2 separate regions of the Anas platyrhynchos genome follow, and region 1 is linked to region 2. A link is a contact called in public Hi-C data. All regions are on one chromosome and are shown on one strand. The core of a region is the stretch at or near the end of the contact, and the rest is flanking DNA. Distances in the headings are between cores, read along the strand shown.

Region 1 (2,700 bases), core at 183-2,682, 45 kb before region 2:
GTGAGAAACTGCTTACTAGACTTTACTGTATTGAACAAGACAAAACCATTATTCTTTATTTCTTTATACACTAAGTACTTCCGTGACCACATTTCTGGACTTTTTTTTTTTTTTTTTTTTTTTTTGCTTTTTAAACTAAAAATCTCTGTAGCAAATTAATTATCTAATTCATTGTGAGGGGCTTGATTTGGAGGCCAAGGATGGGTTAGTCTGTCCTTATACTGATATTCCTGCCTTTTCCTTGTGCATGTACTGTGATAGTCTTGGATTACTCAATTTTCATACAGTGACTTTCCAGAATGCTTTCTAGAATCAGGTCATTTGCAGGAACTCCTGCTTTGAAGCATAAGAAGAATTTTTGAAGACTCAATTTTGGGATTTTGATTTGCTTTTGTTCTCCTGAACTAGACCCTGTACTAAGTATCTTTTACTCAGCATTGATGCTTGATGTCAGTAGCCTGTGGGTAAGAATGGATCAGTCTTGCCCTGACTTCTTGTACAGGGAAATTAAATGACTTTTGTTATAAGAGAGTGTGGAGTAGTCATGGACTCCATTGAGGGTGATATGAAGCTGATGATGTCAGGGAGCAGAACTTACCTAGAGCAAGAAAATGTCTTAGTATGGACATGATTTTCTTCTAGTACAAATGTGACCGTTATATTTTGCTCTGCTTGATCAAAGCCTCTGCAAATCTGCCACCACCCATGTGATCTCTCAGTGAGTTCCTAGATGTAGTTCTGCTTTGGATGGCATGGTCTTGCATAGAAATTCTCTTGATAATGAGAATGCTGAATGTGCTGTTTTGGTAAAATGCTTCTATCAGCTGTTCCGTGTTTTCAGCAGGAAATGCTGGAATGTAGTTTCCATCTAGTATTTTCTATGAGCTTGATTGTGCAGTGAAGCAAATGGCTAAATCCATACCTAGCAGTAGAACCCACTGTGTTCAGTAAGCATTTATACCCCTTTCCTAATATGCCCAGGCACAAATAGAAACACAAAAAGATTTCTACAGAACCCTGAATTTCAAAAGTACTGAATTTCAGAAGTATTGAAATCAATACTTTTGAGTTTTACTTCTCCTTTGCCATCTTAATCAGCAGGAGATATGTGCCTTAGGAGGAAAGTGGGATGATTATAGAACACACTGCTGGTTCTCTGGCTGCACAGAGCATTGTGTTGAGGAGACTTGTTTGTTAACTGTGAAGTGGCAAGGTATGCTTGAGAACAGCTGTTGAATTGAGCTGTTTTCCTATCTGTCTTCCAAACCTGCATGCAATGCTGGAAAGTATGGGTTATTGCCTAAGACACAAATCTGGAAAAAGGGGGAAAAAATGGCCTTCTTTCTGATGGGGACATTGTATTGCCACATGACTCTGCAACTTCCTGGGGAGATGCTGAATCACATTGCTCTTTGTAACTGTTCAGTATTATAGACTTTCTTGCTTGACCCATTATGAATTTGTAACTTGGCACCAGGCTGAATCATCTTGTGCTGCTCTCTGAGTTGCCGTGTAAAGCCAAATGTGTGGAAAGATATTCTGAAGCTATGTGATTTCATAGAATGTTTGAGATTGGAAGAGGATCTCTGCAGCTCATCTGGTCCCATTGTTCTACTCAAGCAGGGCTACCTAGAGCTGGTTGCCCAGGAGTTCCTGTTATATGTGGTCTGGAGCCTATTGAATGTAATGTTTAAGACCTGGTATATGTATAAATACATACGCTGTACTGTATGGGGCTGTGCTTTAGTGTTAACTGAGGAAAAAGGATTCCTGGTTACCTTTCATCTTGATTTTGGCACTATTAGAAGATGCTGTAAACATAACTCAGTTTTATGTTATTTCTAGGTTTTGTTTTGAAGCCTGTAGGCTTCAGAAGAGATCTAAAGAGGTGTGCAGAGTAACTTTTGAGAACAATTGCTTTTAATGGTAAATGAAGACAGTAAATTTCCACAGGAGCTAAGAACTTGTCCTGTGAGACAGGGTAGGGTGGAAAACGGGCTATGTACAGTACAAAGTTGTCCAGGAAATACTCTTGACTTTTTCTGAGCCTCAAGCTATACTTGAACTCTGCACCCTACAGATTAGAGCTTGGTTGTTCTTTTACGGAACTTCTGTCTCTGTCTTACCTTTCTAAACTGGGCTTGACCTACATGCACTTATTCTTGGACCTTTCATCACTTCAGAACAATAAAGTTTGAATTTTTCCTCAGTGGTCAGCTGATCTGTGGGGAGGATCTGATGAACTAGGCATCTCACAGCATTTTCTAATAGATGTGTTATGCTGAGGAAGCACCAGCAGGGAGCTCCAGGGGACAGATAAATCTGTGAAATTGGATGCACGCACAAAGTCTGCATTTTTGGATGAACTAAATGCTGGACTTTGTTACACTCATATGCCAGTTATCTGTAGAATCCCAACGCTCAATGCCAGAACTGCTAATGCAAGGAATCAAAATAATATGAAATGAAGAGAAACAGTGGCAAACACTTTCTCCTGCAGTTTTGCAGGTAAATTTACATTTCAAGGTGCTGCTTCTCCTAAAAAAATTTCTCTAACCCCTTTGCAAGTAAACCATTACCTCCTTGCTCTGTTTCTCAGCTCCTATCTTTTCATTACCTGGCTATATTTCTTATGTTTTCTTTTATTAAGCAGAGGACTACCTCCATTTTGCCTACTATGGAGACATTTAAAAAACAAAC
Region 2 (2,700 bases), core at 79-2,578:
GTCATAATCCTAGGGAGTCACATTGCTGATAAACACGTTGCAAATCACTAGAGCCTAAATCTCCCTTAGGATAGCATTCATCCTCAGGTGTAATCCTCAGTGACAAAGCCTTTACCTTCCGAGGAGGATCTGCCCCAGAACTGTTCCCTGTCATGAGCCTTGCATTTTTTTGTCTGCGGACTTTTCCCTTTTTCACAGCACAGGTGTTGCCAGCTCAAGTTGACACTGAAGGTGTCACTGAAGAGTCTTCCTGAGTTCCTTGGCCTCAAGACACAGACTTTTTTCCTGGGAAACCTGCACTGTCTGTGTTTAGTGCCCCTGGGGTTTGTAATCCAACAGCTCTTGGTACAATAGATTGGGGATCCCTCTGCCAGCTAATGGTGATGGGGATAATATTGAGAGTCGTAATAAATCATTTTGCTGTTGCACATGCATCTGTCTGTCTTGCATCATAGTCATTTAGATTATTAAGCTATGATAATGGAAGTTTGTCAACATAGCTAAGGTTTTTCCCATAAGTCTTAGAGAAAGTGGGTGGTTTATAAAATAGTGCTTAAGAAAGAATATGCTACAGAGAAGAGGGCTGATCACAAAACTAGTTCTACCCAGAATGAGTAAAGTAAATAAGAAAAAGTATTTAATACTGAATGTCTCCTTCTTTTAGCTAGCTACAGATCTTACTATTTTGCTGTTATGCATCTGGATCTACCTGATAATGTTCTTTTGCTTAAGCAGAATTCGGCATAGTGTAAGTGTATATAGGTTCCATTAGAAATACACAGTGTTATTGCAAGCTGGGTTTTAGAAACTCCTTCTGTCTGAAGGAGACATGCTCAGAAGCAGGGAAAATCCTTCATTTTCTGAAGAAGGAATGCTAGACAGAAGAAGTCATATTTTTTATGCCTCCTGTAGCAGGGAGTATTGTGATTCTAAGCAGAGAAGAAGGAAAGTTATACTAATGTGTGCCATCACTTCATGGACTTGAAAGTCTGGGTATCTGCAATGACTGGAAAGTAAACGCCACATCTCTTTCCCATTTTGCTGTGGCAGGAGAGGAAGTGGCAGGGATTTTGTGTTTTTCCTCTAGGAAGATGGTAGCTTATGGTTGCTCTTGAAAATAGGCTTAGTCAAGTGGTATTAGATGAAAGAATTATGCTCAAAGTTCTTTTGTACAAGCTTTAGAGATTTCTTGATATAATTTCTCAGCTTTAGAGAGAGCAGTTGTCTAACAGGTGTTCAGCTTTCTTTGTGGTGATGCTAATAGGCTTCAGATACTAGTGTCCCTATGCTGCCACCTTATGTTTAGAAACAAAAGCAACTTGGATGTTCTTATTAGGAAATATCTATGTTAACAATTCTTAGGTGACCTTGTAACTGTATCCCTAGTCTTGAGCATGAATACTGTCATATCTAGTTACGCAGTTAGGGTTCCTTCACTTTACTGCTTTACTTTAGGAAACTGAGACTAAGGCTCTTGGATTAATATGTATGTATATTTACTATTTTTAATTTTGAGTTTTTTCCTTCTTCAAAATTCCTGTCTAAATTTTCAATGGGTAGTAAGCTGTTTTATTTCCTAGCTAAGGTGGATGTGCTTGGCCAGGTTAAAGACAAGAAGGGCTTCTGTAAGTTCATCGGTTACAAAAGGAAGACAAAAAAAAAAGGGGGGGGGGAGGTGGGTCCCACTGCTGAATGAGATGGGGGACCAAGTGACACAGAAAATGGAGAAGGCTGAAATACTGAACACCTTCTTTGCCTTAATCTTTACCAACAAGAGTGGCAACAAGAGAGGAATCCCAGGTTCCAGACAGAGACCAGGAGGCAATGTAGAGCAAGGACTTTTTTTTCTTGAAAGAAGATCCAAACAAGGAATACTTAAGTAAACTGGTCACTTGGGCCCTGATGGAATGTACCCACAGGTGCTGAGAGAGATGGCATTGTGAGGCCATTCTTGACAAGGAGACTAGAAGTGCCCAGACACTGGAGGAAAGCAAATGTCACTTCTATCTTCAAGAAGTTTTTTAGGAGTCAAGCTAGCTTCTGATATTTGAGAAAGGCACAAAGCAATACTAAATAACCTTAACTGTACCTTGGAGCCTGGGATGCACATCCCTCTCCAATTAAGCTAGATAAGACAAATAGTGCTTTTATTCTCCATCTGCGTGTTTGTGTGTACCATCTGGGTGCATCTGAGAAAAAAAAATGTTTTGTACCTCTTAGAACACTTGGTCTTATACAGGTCTTTGCAGCACCTGAAGGAAGTCTGGTGGAAGAAATGTGGATCAGAAAAGGCAAATATTAGTTTTATATTAATATTTTACATCCAGACAGCCATCGGGGAATTCAAGGAATGTGTGACGCTGTGCTACAGAAATGTGTATGTGTAGGAATATATATACTTTGGCTAAACAAGTACGCTATGCAGGAATTGTGTAGTACGTATTTGTTGTTATAATAATAATGGCATTGTGTATTTGTCATGCCCCAAGATGTCCAAAGAAAAATAGCGTGCCCTAATGTTGGAAAAACTTAAGGATGGGAGATGCGAAAAGGTGAAAAAACAATAGGAGTATGAAAAGAAGAGGGGAGAGTAGTTGTGAAAAACAGAGTTGTGTTTTTGCAACAGAAGGTGTTTTTCGCAGTAGCATAGCAGCAGGGTGTATGTTAAGAAGATAAAGGGAAGGCTCCGCTGTCCCAAAA

Evidence for each region. Hi-C and Micro-C count contacts between places; a contact is called where the count stands out from the background.
Region 1: a contact with region 2 is called in a Hi-C map of subcutaneous adipose tissue, with 2.1 times the contacts expected there. The contact joins two enhancer-like sites. A contact is called at or near these places in 2 of 8 Hi-C or Micro-C datasets (liver and subcutaneous adipose tissue).

The regions. Positions count from the first base shown.
Region 1 is chr14:83,488-86,187 of IASCAAS_PekinDuck_T2T, reverse strand. All of the region lies in intron 6 of REEP2 (receptor accessory protein 2), which reads left to right. Among named protein-coding and RNA genes, the nearest start is that of REEP2, 16 kb to the left of the region's middle. Within about 2 kb of position 1,432, at least 2 of the 8 cell types and tissues checked have an H3K27ac peak or open chromatin away from gene starts, as enhancers often do.
Region 2 is chr14:38,834-41,533 of IASCAAS_PekinDuck_T2T, reverse strand. LOC119718326 (integrator complex subunit 6-like) reads left to right here. Exons shown (of 8, transcript XM_072023452.1): 1 at 1-2,700. Among named protein-coding and RNA genes, the nearest start is that of EGR1, 14 kb to the left of the region's middle. Within about 2 kb of position 1,328, at least 1 of the 8 cell types and tissues checked has an H3K27ac peak or open chromatin away from gene starts, as enhancers often do.